2 separate regions of the Oncorhynchus kisutch genome follow, and region 1 is linked to region 2. The links are chromatin contacts, called in public Hi-C maps. All regions are on one chromosome and are shown on one strand. The core of a region is the stretch at or near the end of the contact, and the rest is flanking DNA. Distances in the headings are between cores, read along the strand shown.

Region 1 (4,219 bases), core at 1,585-4,084, 140 kb after region 2:
TAAAGGGCGGCATTGGACTAGTCACCGGAAGGTTGCGAGTTCAAACCCCCGAGCTGACAAGGTACAAATCTGTCGTTCTGCCCCTGAACAGGCAGTTAACCCACTGTTCCCAGGCTGTCATTGAAAATAAGAATGTGTTCTTAACTGACTTGCCTGAATAAATAAAGGTAAACTTAATTTTTTTTTTTTTTTTTTATATTTCTGATCATAATGTCAATATTCAAACTTATTCATTGAGACTGGGTTGACATTGATTGGAGTTCTTCAGATGGCTTCAGTCAGACGTTATTTTGCGGTGTGTTGGTTGAAAGGACACCTAGTGGTGAGCTGTAGAATATGTTTGGTTGGAGGGACACCTAGTGGTGAGCTGTAGAATATGTTTGGTTGGAGGGACACCTAGTGGTGAGCTGTAGAATATGTTTGGTTGGAGGGACACCTAGTGGTGAGCTGTAGAATATGTTTGGTTGGAGGGACACCTAGTGGTGAGCTGTAGAATATGTTTGGTTGGAGGGACACCTAGTGGTGAGCTGTAGAATATGTTTGGTTGGAGGGACACCGATTATATTATTCACCCCTCTGAATGGCTCCCATACGCAATCCATGTCTCAAGGCTTAAAAATCCTTCTTTAACCTGTCTCCTGAACCTTCATCTACACTGATCGAAGTGAATTTAACAAGTGACGTCAATAAGGTATAGCTTTCACCTGGATTCACCTGGTCAGTCTATGTCATGGAAAGAGAAGGTGTTCTTCATTTTTTGTATACTCAGTGTGAACAGAACAGGTGAAAGTTTAGGGTTGTTTTTCAGAAATTTTGGTTGGACAATACTTGGAGACAACCAGGGTTTTTGGAAAACCTGGGAATTTTCAGAAAGTTATTGGATATTCCTGATGGGCAGAAAGTATTTTCTGATCACCTGATAGGCAGTAAAGGATTTTCTGATCACCTGATAGGCAGGAAGAGATTTTCTGATCACCTGATAGGCATCCAGATCAGCACATATGAAGAAAATTAGGTGAGTAGAGGAAGTCACCATTGAGATGCATCCATTGACCCCAGTCATATGTTCTGGAGAAATTATAGAATTTGTAGTTCAATCTTTTTTTTGCTATTCTCAACTACGATGATCTGTGATTATACAGTGTGTTGTAAAACGAGTTGTGAATTCATTATGTTTAATGATTGACCATCCCAAAGCAAGGGCAAACTATATATGTTGCTCTCTTACGCTCTCTTATTTGACCCTCTTAGAGCTAAGCTACACAAGGTCAAGAAGACAGTCTGGCACCCTATTCCCTATGGTGATCTTCTTATGTCTTGGGCCCATAGATCTCTTGTCAAAGTAGTGCACAATGGCTGCGTTTACACAGGCAGAAGAATTCAGATATTTTCTTCTTCACTAATTGGTCTTTTGACCAATCAGAACATCTCTAAAAATAGATCTGATGTTAAACAAAATCTGATGTGATTGGTCAAAAGACCAATTTGTGCAACAGTAAAACATCTGAATTGGGCTGCAGTTGTAAACGCAGACAAAGTTGGAAATCAACATAGCCACAGTAATTGAAACTTTTTACCCGCTAATTCAATGGGTACTGGTAATTCCCTGAACATTGATAAATGTCCAGAAACCGTAGGACATGATCAGAGAACAGATAGGACATTTTCAGAAACCAGATAGACATTTTAAAGGACTCTAGGGCTGCAAAAAAAGAGGAAGGGAAGCTCTGCTAAAGTCCACAACAGTAAGTTTTGCATTCTGGGAAATGTAGTATTTTCCCCATATTGAACATTTTTATTTTAATATTAACTAAATATAATAACTTCGAAAATTCACATACAGGTTTGTTTTCCTTGATCATTTATTTTAAGAATTTGTCCTCTAAATCAATTTCAACAATATTTTATATGCATGTATATAACAACATGTTTGATGTTTTATGTACAGGATGTATATTTGTATAGACCACACCTAATGTGGAACAGAAAAAGGCATCAAATTAAATTCAAATTCAAATTGTAATTCTGTATCATTTTCACTACTTCAATTCAAATTCAATTAAAATGCAAGACTTGAATTTGAATTTATGAGGCATTCTCAATTCCGTTGTGAATCGAGCCCAACCTTGTGTTAGAAGAAGAAGAAACCTTTTATTGTCCATGATCTGTCAGAAAGTGGGAACATTATTTTCCTTTTTGACCCAACCCCCAAAACACACACACACACACACACACACACACACACACACACACACACACACACAACTGAGGGGTTTGGAAGCTCATTGTCAGCAACAGTGTGGCTCCCCGGCATAGAGTGCGTTTAGACAGGCAAACCCACACCAGATTGGATTGGCCAAAATACCAATTAGTGAGAAAAAAATATCAGAAGTAGGCTGCCTGCCTAAACACAGCCATGTAGAACAGTGGGGTGCCTTGCTCAAGGGCACAATAGCAATAGGCTATTGTGAAAGATTTGAGCTTGAGACGGTGGAATCAATACTTTCACCAAAGAAGTTCCTGTATACTCTGCTTCTTGTTTTCCAAGTTTGCTTCTACCCATACTTGTGTTTTTGAGGCTTTGGAGGAATTATGTCTCTTTTCCCGCCCCTTAGTGACGACATACAAATTACGTTTTTTGGTTATTGGGGTGGATTCATTACGACAATTGTGTTGGAAAACGTTTCTTAAACGGAAACACACTGAACGAAATGTGGGCGGGACCTACCTGAATTAGTCCAATAGAAACTCTCGTTTTGCTCTGTTTGCTTACTTTTGGTTCTTAAACGGTAAACGGTTTCCGTAATGAATTAGCCACCACGGAGTGGAGTTTTGTCCGCTAGTAATGAATACGCCCCTGGTATTTTGAGATTTTTAATGATAGCTGTGATAGCGCAAGATGAAAATCCCCATGCATAATTGGTAGAGTAAAACTGCAAAACACACTTGGAATAAGGTAGATAAATCAGCATCACTGCTAGTAACAGTGTCGGGACAATGTTGGCTGCAAACTAGCAACAACATTTTTTCATTGCACACACATTCAGCAAGGTGTACTACTGTGTAGTTGGCAGGCTAGCTAGCTAAGCTGTCCGTGTTGTCAGAAGCCAAGCAGGACTAACTTACTTTGAAGGCATACAGACTCGACTAAGGGCGTTTCATATTAGATAAGGTAAGAGACATTTAAAAAAAAAAAAATTGCGTTAAGTTAAAAAAACAACAACACAAATTGTACATTTAAGTTCACTAAGCTTAACATAAGAAGGGGAGGCAAGCGTGCCTGGCCAATGTTAACAAGTCGCTAGACATTTGTCAGGAAGTACAAGCTAACTGTGCTAGGTAGCTAACGCCGTTAGCCATGGACTAGGCTAACAGCGAGGTGATGTTGTACCTGTCTGGATGGAGGAAGACCGATGAGTCATTCAGTCATTTTATCGGATGAAAAGATTTTTGAATTCCCCATTCAACTGAAAAAATGCTAGCTAGCTAGCCCTAAGAAGATTTACATAAGTATGTCATCCAACCCCAACGTTGATGTGATTTGCCCGAGTGAATGTTGATTGTAACGTCGTTAATAATTATTTCACTGTCTGTGTCAGCTTGTCATCATTTACATGTTGTAGAAGCTAGTTTACTAATGGCAAGTATCAGACCCAATGTTACTCTTTCTATTCACATACTAATAATCCTGATCAGAATACGTTTCCAGGACACAGTCAGAGAACTGGTTCACTATCAGAAGTCTATTCAATACATCTTCCTTGAACCCCATTGCAGTCTAGCCTAGTATATATGTGTGTGTGTGGTCCACACAGAAAGGAAAAAAACAAAAATCAGTAGCTACAATCCAACCTGGAGACCTTGCCCTTGCATTTCAAGGTTGGACTTGTTTTGGATTGGGCATCATCTGACTATCCTGGGCTGATTGTAGCATCCTGGTCGTGCTGTGACTGACATTTTGTTCCCATGACAGATGTCCAGTCTGAGGGTGATGGAAGGTTGCATGGTGGTGTGTGTGCGTGCCCAGGCAGATAAACAGTGTGTCACAAATAGCCCTATACACTACTTCTGACCAAAGCCCGACGACGAGGTGAAGTAGTAACTGACATTTGCGTGTGATACTGTTATTTTATTGTTGCTCTTTTTAAATAATTTTTTCCCCACTTTCTTTTAGTAAATACTTTAACACTTATTTTTTCCTTTACTTGCATTGTTGGTT
Region 2 (4,136 bases), core at 569-3,068:
TTATATGGACAAGGGGAACCTGATCATAAATAAGCACTCCAACTCTGAGACACTTTGTGAATACAGCCCCATAACTACTCATAATTGTGTTGATGTTGAGGCCATCTCTTGTTTACCTGCACGAATGCACGCATACATCAATTGCATAAAAGTTTCCTACCTGTCATACAAAAGTCATTGCTGGGTGAGCATTGCACACAGTTTAGTGAACGTGTGTTTCTGCCACTGAAGCCCAATAAGCTTTTTCTTTTTGGCAATTAGGGCTCCATATTCTGTAAAACTAGTTTGTGACGATGTCTTGTAACCAAAATGGTATACAAATAATATATAGGCTACAGGTAATTGCATTGATCCATGATCTGTTTATGATGTCACAGAGACAGCCATCACTTAAACTCTACAGGTTCTCGTAACATCACATTACAACAACGGTCTTGCAGTAAACAAGACTCACTGAACTCTCCAGAGTGTGGTTATTGTTTTTTCTGTATGATCTCATTGCTTCTTCCGTCATTTCCAGACCATTTACATTTTTTTGGTGCTTCATTGTTCTGTTGACGGTCATCAAGATCAAGCCTCCAGATCTCGAGGCTGTCCAGGACACCTTACGGTGTCCAAACAATGGGCCAGCAACCCATCCCTGCAGGGGGGGCTTCTTACTGACCTGGGCAATTTTGTCCTTGAGCTTTCAAAGACTACAGCCAAGACCACTACTAATCCACCAGAGAACAAGAGCGGGCCAGGAAACATATCACTCCAGCCCTGTTGTCCGAAATCATGATCAGAATTTCGGACAAAAAAATTGTAAGGAATGCAGCTGGCTGTTGAAACTTTAGTCAATTCATTAATACATGCATTACATCGGCGCGATAAAGTATGTGACTTTTTTTCTTTCTGACGTAAAAGTATATTCTGGTTATGGATAAATAATAATACAAAAATGACATACTGATAAAGTCTCAATTTTCGCCTCACTGTATTTGTTGGTTTTTAACTCAAGTAGTTGTTTTTTTTAATCTTAAGTAGAGCATCAATAGTTTTAAAGTATTCAATGTCCAATAAAGTTTCATACAAAACCTACCCAAAGTTTCATACAATATCCCATGAGATTTCACTTCTACTTGCAAATGGAAAGCACACAGGTGAATAAGGTCCAACTGATGGCCTGTCACCCTGCAGACCTTTGTCTGCACACAGTCTCTTTAGTCCTCTGTTTATCCCCTCTACTGTCACTCAGTGCATGCTGTTTCTATTGTTAAGACAAGGTCTCCCTGAGCACAACTCTCCCAGACAATCCTGACAACAGGATTTTCATAGAAAATCCACTGGGATATGCTTCAAAACACACAAGGCATTTGAAGAGCGGGTGGACATGTGGTTTATGTAAAATATGAGAGACCTGTTACTGAAAGAAGCAGAACTTGAAATCCATAACTTGAAATCCACTATATTGATAGTGATCCATTTTGAAATCATTTTGAAAATTCTGCTGTCATAATTGTGGAGTAGACTTTGGGTTCAAATCATGAACATGTATATAATGTTCGATCACACACAGAAGAAGCAACAGTTACCAGTGTCTTTGGTTTAATGATAGACTAGGCCTACTAATCAATTTTGGGAGAACAAAAAACAACAACAGACATCTGTGGGGAAAAAAATGGACAAGTTGATTATGAAAATAAATTGCAGTAAAACGTTACAAGGGTTATATTGTGAGGCACAGCTGTGATTTTATCATTTTGCAGATGTGCGTCCTATCGCACTCTACAATTCCATTCCCAACTCGATGTACAGTTACTTCACATCGATCTATTTTACAACGATTGCTTTGGTCTACTGCATACTGCTGGTGTGGTCGTGGAAATACGTGACAGACTGAACGTTGTTTACCGGGGGACTAGAATGTGATGTTTACAGGTAAAATGTAATTTCAAATATTGTTTACAATGTCATGGCAGATTAATATTTAATTATGGAATGTGTGTCAGATGTGGAAAAAACACGTATTTGATAGATACAAAAGTAGATACAAAAGTTGAGTTTCGACATGTTCTCACTCACGTCGTCAAAGATTGTCAGAAAAAGTTTACACGTTATAATTAGCTAGTTAGCTAGATACCTAATGTTAGCTAGCTAAAGTTACTTGTCTCGAAGGTACAGCTAGCTGTAGTCAACCATCATTAAGGTAACATTTTAAAATGTAAAGTAAATATTCTAGGCATCTGTCTATCTAGCTAGCGAACTACATACACTGCTTGTGTTTTTGCATGTTGTTGTTAAGTAATTTGGCTAGCACACACTAGTAAAGTAGCTAGCAGCCGGTTATTAGCCAAAGTTAGCTAGATTGACGAAGTTCAATAAGCAATGGCTTCTCTATCTATCTATTTAGCTTGTATATTGGCTTTTCCTTGGGTTAGTGTTTCAGACTAGCAGGGTGACATCTGTTGCTGGTGGTTGGGCATTGATGAGGTCCGTCAGTCAGTGAGTGAGTGAGTGAGTGAGTTATCTTCTTGCTTGCACATTTAGAATAATAAAATACCAGAATGTCTCTAGAAGGTCTGCGTTGAAGACACTCACACAAGGATGCGAGAGTATATTATTGTACTATAAAGTGCTTAGTTAACAACATGTACGTACCCATGCTTTATTTGTCTGACTCTGAACATATTTTTTTTACGCTGCTGCTACTCTCTGTTATTATCTATGCATAGTCACTTTAATAACTACCTACATGTACACTGCCGTTCAAAAGTTTGGGGTCACTTAGAAATGTCCTTGTTTAAAAAAAAAAAGAAAAGCTATTTTTTTGTCCTTTAAAATAACACCAAATTGATCAGAAATCCAGTGTGGGCATTGTTAATGTTGTGAAAGACTATTATAGTTGGAGATGACTGATTTTTTAAAATGGAATATCTACAGAGGCCCGTTATCAGCAACCATCACTCCTGTGTTCCAATGGCACATTGTGTTTGCTAATCCAAGTTTAGCATTTTAAAAGGCTACTTGGTCATGAGAAAACAATTTTGCAATTATGTTAGCACAGCTGAAAACTGTCCTGATTAAAGAAGCAATAAAACTGGCCTTCTTTAGACTAGTTGAGTATCTGGAGCATCAGCATTTGTGGGTTTGATTACAGGCTCAAAATGGCCATAAACAAAGATCAGTCTATTCATGTTCTGAGAAATGAAGGCTATTCCATGCAAGAAATTGCCAAGAAACTGAAGATCTCGTACAACACTGTGTACTACTCCCTTCATAGAACAACGCAAACTGGCTCTGACCAGAATAGAAAGATGAGTGGGAGGCCCCGGTGCACAACTGAGCAAGAGAAACCGATGGCCTTAACTGGCATCTTTATTAAAGTACCCGCAAAGCACCAGTTTCAACGTCAACAGTGAAGAGGTGACTCCGGGATGCTGGACTTCTATTTTTATTTTTTTTAACTAGGCAAGTCAGTTAAAAACAAATTCTTATTTACAAGGACAGCCTAGGAACAGTGGGTTAACTGCTTTGTTCATGGTCAGAACAACAGATTTTTACCTTGTCAGCTCGGGGATTCAATCTAGCAACCTTTCGGTTACTAGTCCCAACACTCTAACCACTAGGCTACCTGCCGCCCTCTAGGCAGAGTTGCAAAGCAAAAGCCGTATCTCAGACTGGCCAATAAATATAAAAGATTAAGATGGGCAAAATAACACACACACTGGACAGAGGAAGATGGGAAAAAAGTGTTATGGACAGACAAATCTAAGTTTGAGGTGTTCAGATCACAAAGAAGAACATTTTGTGAGACGCAGAAACAAATGGAAAGATGCTGGAGGAGTTCTTGACGCCATCTATCAAGAATGGTGGAGGCATTGTGATGGTCTGGGGATGCTTTGGTGGTGGTAAAGTTAGATATTTGTACAGGATGTAAAGGGATCTTGAAGAAGGAAGGCTATCACTCCATTTTGCAACGCCATGCCATACCCTGTGGACGGCGCTTAATTGGAGCCAATTTCCTCCTACAACAGGACAATGACCCAAAGCACAGCTCCAAACTATGCAAGAACTATTTAGGGAAGAAGCAGTCAGCTGGTATTCTGTCTATAATGGAGTGACCAGCACAGTAACCGGATCTCAACCGTATTGAG

The links. Hi-C and Micro-C count contacts between places; a contact is called where the count stands out from the background.
Region 1: a contact with region 2 is called in a Hi-C map of liver, with 16 times the contacts expected there. The contact joins the promoter of ppip5k2 here to the promoter of pam in region 2. A contact is called at or near these places in 2 of 2 Hi-C or Micro-C datasets (liver and muscle).

The regions. Positions count from the first base shown.
Region 1 is chrLG23:40,642,885-40,647,103 of Okis_V2, forward strand. ppip5k2 (diphosphoinositol pentakisphosphate kinase 2) reads left to right here and starts at 2,835. Exons shown (of 31, transcript XM_031802889.1): 1 at 2,835-3,172.
Region 2 is chrLG23:40,499,597-40,503,732 of Okis_V2, forward strand. pam (peptidylglycine alpha-amidating monooxygenase) reads left to right here and starts at 1,819. Exons shown (of 27, transcript XM_031802865.1): 1 at 1,819-1,920.